2 separate regions of the Arabidopsis thaliana genome follow, and region 1 is linked to region 2. A link is a contact called in public ChIA-PET data. All regions are on one chromosome and are shown on one strand. Each heading gives the region's core, a stretch centred on a gene start, on an enhancer-like site or on the middle of the called end of the contact. The rest is flanking DNA. Distances are from core to core; before and after follow the strand shown.

Evidence for each region. ChIA-PET counts read pairs in DNA pulled down with a chosen protein or histone mark.
Region 1: a contact with region 2 is called in an H3K4me3 ChIA-PET map of shoot, with 10 read pairs. The contact joins the promoter of BPC4 here to the promoter of AT2G21160 in region 2. A contact is called at or near these places in 3 of 26 Hi-C or Micro-C datasets (leaf and seedling), 1 of 2 datasets of contacts at active chromatin or transcription factors (shoot) and 1 of 3 other capture datasets (seedling).

The regions. Positions count from the first base shown.
Region 1 is chr2:9,101,371-9,104,874 of TAIR10.1, forward strand. BPC4 (basic pentacysteine 4) reads right to left here and starts at 1,771. Exons shown (of 3, transcript NM_127696.4): 1 at 1,591-1,771; 2 at 1,051-1,221; 3 at 1-966. The coding sequence starts at 1,119. The coding sequence ends at 145. It overlaps AT2G21250 (NAD(P)-linked oxidoreductase superfamily protein), which reads right to left. Exons shown (of 6, transcript NM_127697.3): 2 at 3,117-3,211; 3 at 2,918-3,035; 4 at 2,653-2,785; 5 at 2,351-2,570; 6 at 1,766-2,268. The coding sequence ends at 2,038.
Region 2 is chr2:9,065,733-9,069,647 of TAIR10.1, forward strand. It overlaps AT2G21160 (Translocon-associated protein (TRAP), alpha subunit), which reads left to right and starts at 2,520. Exons shown (of 8, transcript NM_127686.4): 1 at 2,520-2,756; 2 at 3,212-3,379; 3 at 3,470-3,520; 4 at 3,617-3,705; 5 at 3,794-3,871. The coding sequence starts at 2,696. It overlaps XCT (XAP5 family protein), which reads left to right. Exons shown (of 12, transcript NM_127685.4): 2 at 101-166; 3 at 252-316; 4 at 404-519; 5 at 980-1,058; 6 at 1,154-1,230; 7 at 1,314-1,375; 8 at 1,464-1,595; 9 at 1,682-1,735; 10 at 1,822-1,887; 11 at 1,981-2,055; 12 at 2,139-2,496. The coding sequence ends at 2,189.

The DNA.
Region 1 (3,504 bases), core at 521-3,020, 35 kb after region 2:
ACCATTTTTGCCCATCCAAAAGATACACATAACAATGGTTTTACCATACACAACAAAGAACAAACTATGGACAATAAAGACAAAGACAACACCTAATCTTAAGAAGACGAGAGAAACATACTTGGACTGTGTAAACAACAGAGGCTACTTGATAGTGATGTAGCGGTTTGTCCCGTGCCTAGCCCAATAGTCTTTAAGATCAACAGGACACGAGAGATCATATCCTTCTGCTGATAAACGGCTGAGTAATCTCGAGAAAACGTTTCCGCTCATTTTCCTACCGCCCATCCGAGAATGCCTCTTGTTTGGCATCTGCGGTAATGGATACTGGGATAAGGTGGTTGTGCAGCAAGACGATTGCCAGCCGCCATTTCCCCATTTGTAACACTGACGCGTAGAGCCTGTGCACGAACACATGGGTACAGGCATTGTCGTCTCATCGAAGGTGACTAAGTTCAAACCGACATCTTGACTGTCCCAATCTGTTCTAGATTTCTTTCCAGGAGCAGGAACTCGACGGTTCAGATCTTCACCCACTTTTTTCACCTTTGATAGTCCCTGCTTGTTCTCTTTCTTCCTTTTGTTCACCACCTTCGTGTTTGTAACCTCAGGCGGAATAGTTGACAAAGGGAAGACTTCAAGTTTGTGGGGTTCCCCAATACCAAAACAATCATCTCCATCAACACACTTCCCACCAGACAAAGCAAAGTTGAGACTATTTTCATGGTGTTGAAGAGCAGCATAAGCATTATCTCTCTCTATCAAAGCTTTATCTCTCTCAGAAAGAGCTTTGTCACGTTGCTGAAGCGCTTCGTCCCGAGCAGCGACAGCTTCCTTTTTAGCAGAGACAGCTTGATTTCTTTCATGTACAGCAGCGTCTCTCTCAGCAAGGATGGACATGATCTTCTTATTCATCACCAACGCATTATGTTGTTCCTTAATCTGATGCTGGGGAATCATATTCCACTGTAACAAACATTCTTTGCTTATATAACTTCAATCACACTAACAAAAACATATCTTTAGGAAACCAAAAATCTTAAGTCTTACCATAGATTGTGCACCTTTGAAGTAATCGGGCTTGAACCGCGCATTATCATACTGACCACCATTCTCCATAACTCTTATAATCTTCAAACAGTGAAACACCGAACCAATCAAGCTTCTCCTCCAAACACACTCAGCAACAGTGAAACCAAATTTCAAACATTGTGATTCGATCTATGAAAACAATTGAAGAGTAAGAATTACAAGCAGATATTAGCACACTGAACTCGCAATTCACTATCTTCAAACAAAATCAAAACTTCTCGAATTGATCTGCCAGTTAGGGTTCCGCAATTGATTCAGATACCAAAATCAATCTGAGCTAGTCAGAGAAACAGGTCTTAAGGAACAATTTTACGAAAATTGGAATAAATTAGGTCAAGATCAAAAAGGTCGAATCAATCTAAACCTTCCATGACAAGAGATTATTCCGCGAAACAATAGAAAACAAGGGTGAAACTGAAATTATAAACCCTAGAGATACAACACATTCAAAATTGATTAACAAATAAATTAAAGAGAGGAAAAGGCGCGAAAGCTTACGAATTCGATGAGCTTCTGGAAAAAATCTGGGCAAAATGGATAATTGATCGAGAAGAAAGATCCAAAGGGTAGAGAGAGAGAGAGATAGTGTCTCTGTCCGCGAAGAAGCTCAATGTACTTACTTCGTCATTTACCAAATTACCCTCTTCTCTACTACTAAACAAGAGAAATCAAGGGTATACTCGTCTTTTTAAATATCCTCTTTCAGTTACAATAATGATTCATTGTGGATTTAAGCATATAAATAGAGAAGAGAGAAATCTATATCACTTTCCATCAATGTGTGATATTGTAGTACTTAAGAAATCATAATCTGTTTAACAACATGAGTTTATGTATGAAAGATAGGCTCACAAACATTTGAGAATGTTTCAGGTAAAGCTATGGCTTCTTCTCGTTGTTTATCTTCTTAAGCTTCATTTATTCATGTAGATAGAGAGAGTGTGATCAAGCGTAGAGATCAATGTTCCAAAACTTGGCTGGTTGGTTCGTGCGGTATTTCCTCTCCATGCTTTTGATCACTTCCATGTCCTCTTTCGATAGTTCGAAGTCGAAAACCTGAAAGTTCTCTTCCAATCTCGCAGGCTTTGATGTCTTTGGTATCACCACCGTTTTTCTCTGGATTCCCCACCTCAGGACAACTTGTGCCACTGTCTTTTTGTACTTCTCGGCCACATCCTAAGAATTCAGATAAACGCAGTCCTTTTTTAATTGTCAAAGGTTCAATCCAAACTTTTAAGGTTTAGAGGATGGGGCTTACTTTGAGAACTGGATCATCCAGGCATGACACGGTGCCAAACCACTCGGCATTGGCTGTGGCACCTCCGAGAGGAGTATGAGCAGTGACACAGATACCATGTTTCTGGCAGAATTTGACAAGAGAATCACGTTGGAAGTAAGGATGTGTCTCGATCTGATTCACAGCAGGTTTGATCTTGGAGTAAGCCAAGCAATCTCTCGTTAGAAAGACATCATAGTTACTGCAAAAAACCTAATGGTCAAAAAATTCATATATTGGCGACTAAACAAGAGAACTTGTAATGATAGTGAGAGAAGTTGAACCTGATTCCAATGCTGCGGACTAAACCCATAGAAACAAGCTTTTCCATGTCGTGCCATGTAGTTTCCAGAGAGATGGTCGTGTCTATGTCCAATACCCCGTCATCGCCCAAAGCACTATCGGTTGTCCCTACTCCTGCAAAGCATATATAGAAGACACTTAAGAAAACTTGATCTCAGTCAGTGAAAAAGGAGGACTTGTAATAAAACGAAATGCAATGGTCTCTGACTCTAGACTAATAAAACGCTAATGAGGCAGAGGCCTCACCGGTGTGTTTCGTTGCTACGGGAAAATGAACGAGGAAGAGATCGAGGTAATCAAGTTGAAGTTTCTTGAGACTGTCTTTGCAGGCCTCAATGACATGGCCATGGTCTGAATTCCATAGCTGCAAAAAACCAATTCAGATCACAGATCAGAGCTTGCTCACATTAAATTGAGATCATAGCTGTATAGTTTTCGATTGGACCTTGGTTGTAATGAAGAGATCCTCCCTCTTAACCAGACCAGTCTTGAATGCTTCTGTAAGAGCATCACCAACTTCGGTCTCATTCCTATAATCAGCTGCACCAAGGAAAACGAACACACCAAAATCAAGACTTAAAACAACGCAAATCACACAATAGAATTAAAACAAAGCTGAACTCTGTCTATAATAAGTAACAAGTTAAAAGCTATTATAGAACAATCTGTCATCAATACAGCAATAGAATCTAGATCATTCTATGATTCCAAATACTTAGAACTTCAGAATCAGATGCAAATAAAGATGTACAGAGAGCATTTACTTTAGATAACAAGTTTATAGAGACTATGAAAAAAAAAACAAATCTTAAAGACATATTTTCCAAGAAAGA
Region 2 (3,915 bases), core at 1,270-3,769:
TGCTTGAGATTGTATTGCAGTTTTGGTGTCTCAAGTGTTTACGAATCACAAATGTTATCTTGCTATTTGGGCTGTGACTAATTCATTTGTTTTTGGTTAGATTCTTGACACTGCTTTCAAGAAGGAAACAGTGGGTTTAGTTACAAGAGAGGAGTATGTGGAGAAGGTAATTGGAGTCATGGCTTGTATTACTCTCCAACTTTAACAGTCATCTAGATTGTGGTGTTTAATTCTGTATGTGATATATGTAGAGGGTTAATATTCGTAATAAGTTCGAGGAAGAAGAGAAGGAGAAACTGCAGAAGCTACAGCAAGAGTGAGTTTTGTTTTTAGGTCTATTGTTCATAGTTATTGGTGTTATTCTTTGGATTAAGCTTGATTGACTTTTTTTTTTTAACTACAGGGAAGAGGAGTTGCAGCTAGAGAAGCGTAACAAGAAGAGAAAGATTAAGGGATCTTCCCGCTTATCTTTTGCTGAAGATTTTGAGAATGGCAGTGATGAAGATGATGGAGAAAACAGTAAGTGCATTCATTCATCAATCTCGTAGATAGGACTTAGTCTACCTCGACTGTTTTTATTAGATTTTCTTAAGCTTTTAACTTGATTCCTGAATATGCTGTTGTTACATCAATGGTGAATTGTGGTATAGTTAGGATTAGGTGTGATACATGCTGTCATTCAATTAAACCACTATAACTTTTTTCCTTTTTGTAAAAGTTGAAAAAATATTTATCTATCTTTCGCAGATTTAATAAAATCCTTTTTAAAATGTATGGAAGTTGACAAAATATAGTCTCCATCTTTTGCAGTAATAAAGAATCTCATCATGTATTACAGACATTAATTCTACAAATGTAGATTGGAATATTGCTTGGTTGTTGGAGGATTTGAGATGCAAATAGCTTGCTGCGTAGGAATTTATAATATCATCTAATGTTGTCCTTTTTGTAACTTCTATCATGTACACTATTTATGCAGAGAGTTCTGGGACAGGGAACTTACGCTGCGGAAAACTTGGCAAGGACCCCTCAGTGGAAACGAATTTCCTGCCTGACAGGTGATCTCTAGCTCTCTTGTTTATCTTTATCTTCCTTGTCTGCTTTTGCAGTAAGTCTCAACTTTAGCTGTGGTGTTTTGAGGTTGCTGTTTCAGTGAGAGGGAGGCGGAGGAACAAGCTGAACGTGAAAGGCTGAAGAAGCAGTGGCTTCGTGAACAAGAGCAGATTAAAAGTTGTCCATTTTCTAGTTACCTTCTAATTTCAGTTGTAATACTTGATTCAAGGAAGATTGTCTAACTATTTTTTGTTTTTCAGACGAGCCTCTTGAGATTACTTACAGTTACTGGGATGGGACTGGCCATAGACGAGTTATTCAGGCAAGCACAAACTACACCTTTGTCATACTGCTTGAGCCTTACGTGTGTGATCATTTACTTACCTTTATGATATATACCCATTTTACAGGTCCGCAAGGGTGACCCAATTGGGAATTTTCTGCGGGCTGTTCAGCAGCAGCTTGCCCCTGACTTCCGGGAGATTCGGACGGCATCAGTGGAGAATTTACTATATGTAAAGGAAGATCTTATTATTCCACATGTGAGAACCCTTTAAACTTACCAAGTTATCCTCCCTTTACTATATAGGACTTAACGATAACATGGGGTATTTTTTTGTAAATGTAGCAACACAGTTTCTATGAGCTGATCATTAACAAAGCGAGGGGGAAGAGTGGGCCGGTATGCCTTGTCGACACTTTTTGAAATTCAGTTTATATAGAAATTGTAACCGAGACTCACTTCTCCTACATTGTTCTTGTTAACAGCTGTTTCACTTTGATGTGCATGAAGACGTGAGAACAATAGCAGATGCAACGATAGAGAAAGACGAGGTATGTTTCCCTGACCCGATCACATGAGAAAAGAGAGTAGTTTGATGATGGAAAGTTGTTTCTAAAGCATTGTAAAATGTGGTGTTAATGAAGTCGCATGCGGGTAAAGTTGTGGAGAGGCATTGGTACGAGAAGAACAAGCATATATTCCCTGCTTCCAGATGGGAGGTAACTCTCAAATAATCTTTTCTCTGCACTTTTCATTCTCAGCTAGACTTTGAATCTTATTGTTTTGCATTATAATTGTTCAGATTTACGACCCGACAAAGAAATGGGAACGGTACACAGTCCATGGGGATTAATTCTGGACCAGAACATGCTTTTGATGGATCGTTTGTTGACATGATTGATCAGATTTGGTGTAATAGTAGTGGAATGTTCATGGCATTTTTAATGCTCATTCTTCTTCCCTCAATGTACCATTACACTCGTTTTTTAATTTTTCTTAAAATAATGGAACTGTTTGATTTCTTTAGTACCCGTTATTTTGTGATTTTTCATGTCATGTGAAAATTTAGTATGAGATCTTGTGATTACAAATTTATAATGAGAGCACACAAATTAAGAATGTTAGAAACCAATTTGTGAATCCCCTGATGTATACAAGGCAACAAAATCACACGAAATAAATTGAGAGACCAGACAAAACGCTGTCGTTTTGCGAGGGTTTCTATGGTTGTGTTGTTATCTTTTTTTTTTCAGAAATAAATTAATTTAGTGTGAAAGAGCAAAAGCATAAATAGCATCGAGAGAGACACTGTTCTCATTCATTCGCAAATTCGTTGACCATATTTGATAGAATCAAGCGATGATGAATCTTAGGGTTTTGTTCCTCGCTCTCCTTCTCCTTGCATCTCCTCTGCTTCAAGGTAGGTCTCCTCTCTCTTCTCTTTTTGTTTTTCCATTGATTTTGTAGATCTAGATCCGTTTTGTTTCCTTCGCGTTTTCTGATTGGATTTCACATTTGATCTCTGTTTCCGATCTGGTTTCTTAAAGGATCTGGTAACGTTATGTCCTTATTCATCGATCCGAGTGAAATTGAGCTCCTTTAACAATACTTTGCCTTCGAACATTGTAGCTCTGTGTTTTGTGTGTTGCTGCCAATCCTAGAGCAATGTGGTTTCAAAGATACAAACTTTAAAACGTAGATCGAATCCCCTAGTAATAGATTCTTCAATAGTGTCTTCGTTGCATGTCTTTATTTTCTTACTTTACACTCGCCATTGTTCTTGGGTAGAGGAAAAATTGCAAATTGTAACATTTTCTGAAGAAGACGTTATGCTTTAGTGACCTGATGTGTTTTCATGTTGTTTCTTTTGATCAGTTGCTAGATGTCAATCGGATGCCGAGGATCATTCAAGTCTTGTTGACGATGTTGTGGGAGAAAACACTGATGATGCGGTTGAGGAAGATGACCATGATTTGGATATGAACTTGTCCTCATTTCCAGGAGTTGAGACTGTTTGTGTTTTCCCCAAAAACAGTGCCAAATGTATGTGTTTACTCCTCCTTTCTTACGTATTTATCTATCCGTTGTTGTGATCTTAAAGATTTGGTTTTTAATGCTCTTTGTTTCCTGCAGTGGTTCCAGCTGGAGAAGAGACTGAGCTCCTTGTTGGTCTTAAAAATGAAGGTAGCTAATACCTCTTTTAGCTTTAGCTCTCTTTGTGTTGAGTTTTCTGTTTTGTTGTCAAAACTAAATATCTCCAAATTGGCTGTGACTTAACAGGGAAAACTAGAGTAGGTGTGATGGGAATTAGGGCCAGCGTTCATCTTCCTTATGATCATAAGTTGTTGGTTCAGAATCTAACCATGTTGGTAAGCATTTGACTAGGAAACTATTTGTCTAAATATTTGTTATCATTTTATTGTTTTTTGTTGTTCACATGCTTGCATTCTATTGCAGAGACTTAACAATGCATCCATCCCAACGTCTCTTCAAGCAACATTCCCATACATCTTTGCAGTCAGCCAGTACTTGCAGGTAAACATATTCCACAATAGACAATACATCATTCTCGTTCATTC